Linked DNA regions of Gasterosteus aculeatus: region 2 is linked to region 1. Evidence: chromatin contacts called from public Hi-C data. All regions are on one chromosome and are shown on one strand. Each heading gives the region's core, a stretch centred on a gene start, on an enhancer-like site or on the middle of the called end of the contact. The rest is flanking DNA. Distances are from core to core; before and after follow the strand shown.

Region 1 (2,700 bases), core at 132-2,631:
TAGGATTCTGGTAGTTCCTCTGAAAAATATTGCAGAGTAAGATTTATGTCCAAGAATATTACACAACATGGAACTTGTCTTGTTGACGGCTGAGTGACAATTACCACAGCGCAAGTGAAAGACGTTATTTAACACTAGAAAATATGACAAATGTACATTAAAATGTGATGAACACACCAATGAAAAGTGCCAACACTGCACTGCCGGCACCAATAATTAAAAGGCCATATTCTGGAGCTGCAGCAGTGCCTCTAAACCGTTACGGTGAGAGCCCCAAAAAACAGAACAACGAGCGGAAAGTCCCCACGCAGCAGAAGGAGAACCGTAGAGCCCCGTGAGGAGCGACCCCCCCCGACACACCAGCACCCTCTGATGCGCTGTGAGCGTCGCTCATAGCCACTTTAATGTCTAAGGTACAGAGCCAAAACAATGAAAAACATTGTATAGTAATTCATGTTGGTGTTAATCCAACCAGCAGAAACAACAGACTCTCTCTCTCACACACACACACACACACACAGCTGTTATTAGTGTTAGTCACTGTCTGTTGACCGATTTCATGGATGACTTCATTCTAATTGGAATCAAACCTTTAAAAAAAAAAAAGAATACGCTTTCGAGATGTTGGGAAAACCGGCCTGCTGTCGGGTCGGTATGTTCTCAACTGGGAATCCAAGGTCAACAATAACAGACCACGAAGCCCAGAGTCCGTGTGTGTGTTTAAAGAAAGATGCTGAGGTCAGACTGGATTAGGTTGTGAACTCAACGGTGACACACACACACACACACACACACACACACACACACACACACACACACACACACACACACACACACAAACAGCGACCATTTCCCCTCCAGGTCCCAGCTGTATTGAAGGAAACTGCTTTTCACTCCACCCCGAGGGAGAGGTTGGTCTCTGGTTTGTTTATGTCTCGTAGTCATGTGAGGCTGCACCACAGAGGTGGAGGTGGTGGAGGTGGTGATGTTCAGGCTGCCTGTGTCCTGTCTAACTTTCCATAAGAGGGAGCAGAGGGGGCTAAGGTCCCAAAATATCCCTCGGTGGGTTGTTGGACACAAACCAGGCTGCGTGAGTGGAGAACAAACAGGTATGCGTGAGCACGTGGGGGGGGAGTGGGGGGGTCCCGTCATGCATTTGTCGGTGAGTACGGGGATTTTGTCAAATGTTCTGATTGACCACTAGGTGGCACTAAAGTATCAACATAAAACCTGACATCTGTCCTTCTGAAATGCACCAGCATGTGGGAGGCTGGTCTTGTGGGCAATAGGTGAGGTGGGTGGAAACTCTGAGGTGCTACTTGGGGGAAAGATACATGTATTTCATGTTGTTGCCTCCAGCTGTACTACGGCATCATAGCCTGTGATCAATATGAGAAAATAGTGAAGTAATACCAAAACAGGGAAGAAAGTTTAAACCGTATATAGTTCTATTTGTGGCCCTATGATAAGCTGCCCTCTCTAAGAGACGCATCTTAGGAATCAGCATGTCGTCCACAATGGAGCGCTTGAGATCAGCGTCACAGGCCGGAGGCTCAGAATCTGATCTCACACACACAGACACACACACACACACACACACACACACACACGTTTTAAATTGCCTTTAAGACACAACTAGACAGCGGGATACTTTTCCACTACCGAAACTGTCAGTAACAGATTTTTAGTAGCTTTGGCTACTTGATGCAAACTGGTAAAAAAGTACACAAGCAGTAAATTGGGAATAAACTGGGTTGGATTTCACGCTGGCTGGCCAAGTGCTGACATTTGAGTGTAAAACTAATGTAAAACTTATGAAGCAGGATTTAAGAAGGAATTAATGCAGAGTAGGCAGATTATTTTACGTAAAAGCTACACGATAAAGCAGACTTATCGAACCATAACTGTATCTCTGTAGGTCCCAGTGCTACATTCTAACACAATGCATTCATGTCACATTTTATATCTTTAAAATAAAGGTTGACATCCAATTGTTTCAATTCCCCTCGAGCCAAAGGGTGAGATTGCAGCTGCTGCCGCTGCTCTAACTTAGTTAGCCTTTGAATGAGTTTAGCCGGGTTCTCCATCGTGTTTGGAGATATTGCCTCCTCTGGTTGTGTGTATTAATTACGACCTGGTCTCTTCAAACGGTGTAGCACTTATGTGGTGGAAGTCATTTCCCATTCTGTCACAACACGCTGACTCGTGAGAACACACTGCAGTCAAACTTTGCAACTAAATGTGAATTTATTGATTTTCCCATTACCGAGATGACAGCAAATGTATCTCTTGTAGCTTGAAGCTCTGTCTGTAGCCCTCTAGGCTGTTCCTCCATCGCAGGAAGTGCAACAGAGTTCTTCACCTCTTTTTACAGTTGGGTAACTTAAAAGTTACAGACTTTAAACTCTAAGTGTGCTGGATAACTTAGGAACCGGGAGGGAGAGGGACTGCAGAGACCTGTGTACAAACATTCCCAGCGTTCAGACACCCTCTCCACCCACTTCTCCAACCCCCGGATTTCTGTTTTGGACGTGGGATTCCTGTGATGCTCTGCCAGTGGCGCCCGGCCCGCCGAGCGCTGCTCAAATATTTGAGCCCCAGACGCGGCCAAGTTGACTTAGCTCGGAGCGCGGTGTTCCCGGAGCTTTGATGGGAAGCCTGCGCCGCGCTTCGGCCTCTGAGCGCTTCTTGTGCCTCCGC
Region 2 (2,700 bases), core at 59-2,558, 93 kb after region 1:
CCACCTCTTGTTGTAGTTTTGGACCCTGTGACTTACGCAGTACTCTTTCATGGTCGCCCGCTTTATACTTGGGCCAATGCATGGACACGCTCGATAAAAGAGCCGCACTGTTGTGCACGAAATGAAAGAAAACACGTCAAAAATGTACTCCTGGTGACCTCGTGCAAGACCATGAGTCATTAAAAAACAACAGTGTCTGAATCCTAATCAGCAGCTTGAACAGAGGAGGAGGCACCGCGCCGAGCGACAAGTCGCAACCCACGGAGGAACAACAGGAGGGGGCCATAATGACAGGGGCCGCACTCCAAAGGGCCAAAAATGTGTCATTCCAACATTTGCAGCCAGGAGCCTCAACGCCGAGCAGGACCCGACACCGAATCAAGGAAACAGCAATGATCATTTGGTTTAAACAATGGCTGATGATAAAACAATGGGCAGTAAATAGCGTTTTTAATACAAAATTATTTATTAAAACGTTACAAGCATCAATGATTTTCTTTTTGAAAAGAAGCTGTGTGGCTCCAGTGACGTTGACATCTCCTAAATGATGCGCTCATTTCAGTGAGCACGGACCCGTCCACAGCGGTCACGGGAATCAGCATCACGGCAGCGAATCACCGCAGCACCGCTGCGACGCGCGCAACTCACACGGCAGGTAAAAGTTACACCGCGGCCTCCGGAGCGCGTCTTTAACGCACTGCTGCGCCGCTGCTTCGAGGGGGACGTTCAACCGGGAGAGACGCCGCGGCTCTTTGGATGCACTGCGTCCGCGGAAAAAGGTCCCTTTAAAGCTGCACGCGGGGGGAGCGCGCGCGCGGAGCCGGAGCTCTATTTCGGTCCCCGGCGCTGATCCCCGAGGAGTCGCTGCAAAGCCCGCGGAGACTCCGCGCGAGCAACACCGAAACAAAACGGGAAATCTTTTATTCTTCCAGCAAACAGACAATGCAATAAAGCAGCGAGTGGTCCGTCCGCGGACCCAAGGCCCCCCCTCTCACACACACACACACACACACACACACACACACCGCTATTTGTGAAGTTTGCTTTCCAACAACTCACCCTTTCTCCGGAGAGGAAGGCGGCCAGCCCGAGGGTCAAAATTATCCAAACGCTCCTCATTATTCCTCTTTGCGAATTATAAACGCGCTGTTACGAGCGAAATGCCAAAATGTCCCCCTCCTCTTCCTCTTCCTCTTCGTCTCTCTCTCCCGCTCGCTCTCCTTGAACCCTTTGCTCCAACTCCTGCCGCTTGTGTCTCTCTCAGGAGCGGAATCCCACCGGATACGTGTTGCGTTCTGCTTATCCCCCCACCCCTCCCCACTCCCCCCCCCCCCCCCCCTCTCTCTCTCTCTCTCTCTCTCCCCCGCAACAAAGTAGCGAAACACAAAAAAGGGGGAGTCAATAATTGAACAGCCATCATAACCGACCAATTATGTTGCGCATTGGCGTGCTGTAAATACGTGTATTCACAGGTTGATTATTGAAGTTTTCTGTATACTTAGAGGTTAATTGCCCCCCCCCCCCCTCCTCCCCCTCATCGGAGATTCTTGCACTAAATGACAAGGACGTTCGTCTTTATTATGTTGCTGCTGTTTTGGGCCATACCATAACATCCATTTATATATGCTATGAATAAACAACATGCAGAGATGGAGTTAGTTACATCATTTAATGACTAGGACCCCCCCCCCATCCTCCCCCCTACTGACTTCAGCCATTAGTGGGCGAAGTCTCCCCCTGCTGGTGTGAATGAATTCCTCCCTCTCATAATCTACAAAATATCACGTTTTTTGTTTAAATCGGTTTTATTGAATTGGTTGTACAAAAACGAACATAGAGGGTTAGATTTACCCTGATCGGAACGTTGACCTTCGGCCCACCTCAGTTCGGGGGCTTGTACACAGTCACGGGCTTGAGTGGGAGTACTTGGTGTTTTAAGTGAAAGATTAAACAGTTCTAGAACGCCTTCGTCAAAGCTGTAGCTTCATCACTGTTACCGGACGTAGCAGCTTCACAGAAACCGGTGCGTCGGATGTAAATGTCTTCCTCTCTGAGAGATTCTCTGTTTGCTTTACGAACCTCCGTCTCACACATTCCCCTTTTTGCTTAACACTCTACAACCTGTGCAACTGCTGCCTGATTACAGGGGTAGTGTAGATATATTGTTCCACTCATTTAAAGAAAGTGTGACCCTTTTCCAACGCAACGCGGTAGCCGGTAATTCATCTTCCACTTCCATTCACATCGCTAAAATCCATTCAGAACAGCGCAAACAACGTTTTCCCAGAACCACTAATCCCGCTCAATAACAGACTGCCCTTTGTGCACAGTGAACCCTACAACTCCCCTGATCACAAGTACTGCCAAACTAAATGCTTTAGCCACACACATACGGCACGTAGAAGGTGACCTTCAGGTACATGTGCCAGAGACCCGCACGCACGCCAGTAATACGGAACGCACTGGACATTCGTGCATTGGTGGTGCTACCGCAAAATCGTACTCGTGTCCTTAAGTTTTTGCAGAGATGTGATTAGTCATGCTCAGCTGAACTGCCGAGTGACCCCAATATCAACGTCATTGACCCGGTTCCGCTCATTCACCTTTAACGCTGAGGCGGAGAGACAAACAGAAAGCGTTACCAGTGACAGGCGCTGCTGGAAAAAGGAACGCGTTTGGAATTTTTAAAGGCACTTAAAT

What was found. A called contact is a pair of places that touch in the nucleus more often than the background predicts.
Region 2: a contact with region 1 is called in a Hi-C map of liver, with 5 times the contacts expected there. The contact joins the promoter of sdc2 here to the enhancer-like site in region 1. A contact is called at or near these places in 4 of 6 Hi-C or Micro-C datasets (liver, skeletal muscle, tail fin and 1 more).

The regions. Positions count from the first base shown.
Region 1 is chr10:5,987,205-5,989,904 of fGasAcu3.hap1.1, forward strand. The region is part of intron 2 of angpt1 (angiopoietin 1); the gene reads right to left. Among protein-coding and RNA genes, the nearest start is that of LOC144383543, 16 kb to the right of the region's middle. Within about 2 kb of position 1,382, at least 3 of the 9 cell types and tissues checked have open chromatin away from gene starts, as enhancers often do. A contact at or near this core is called in liver, where this site is marked.
Region 2 is chr10:6,080,247-6,082,946 of fGasAcu3.hap1.1, forward strand. It overlaps sdc2 (syndecan 2), which reads right to left and starts at 1,309. Exons shown (of 4, transcript XM_078081352.1): 1 at 1,060-1,309. The coding sequence starts at 1,119.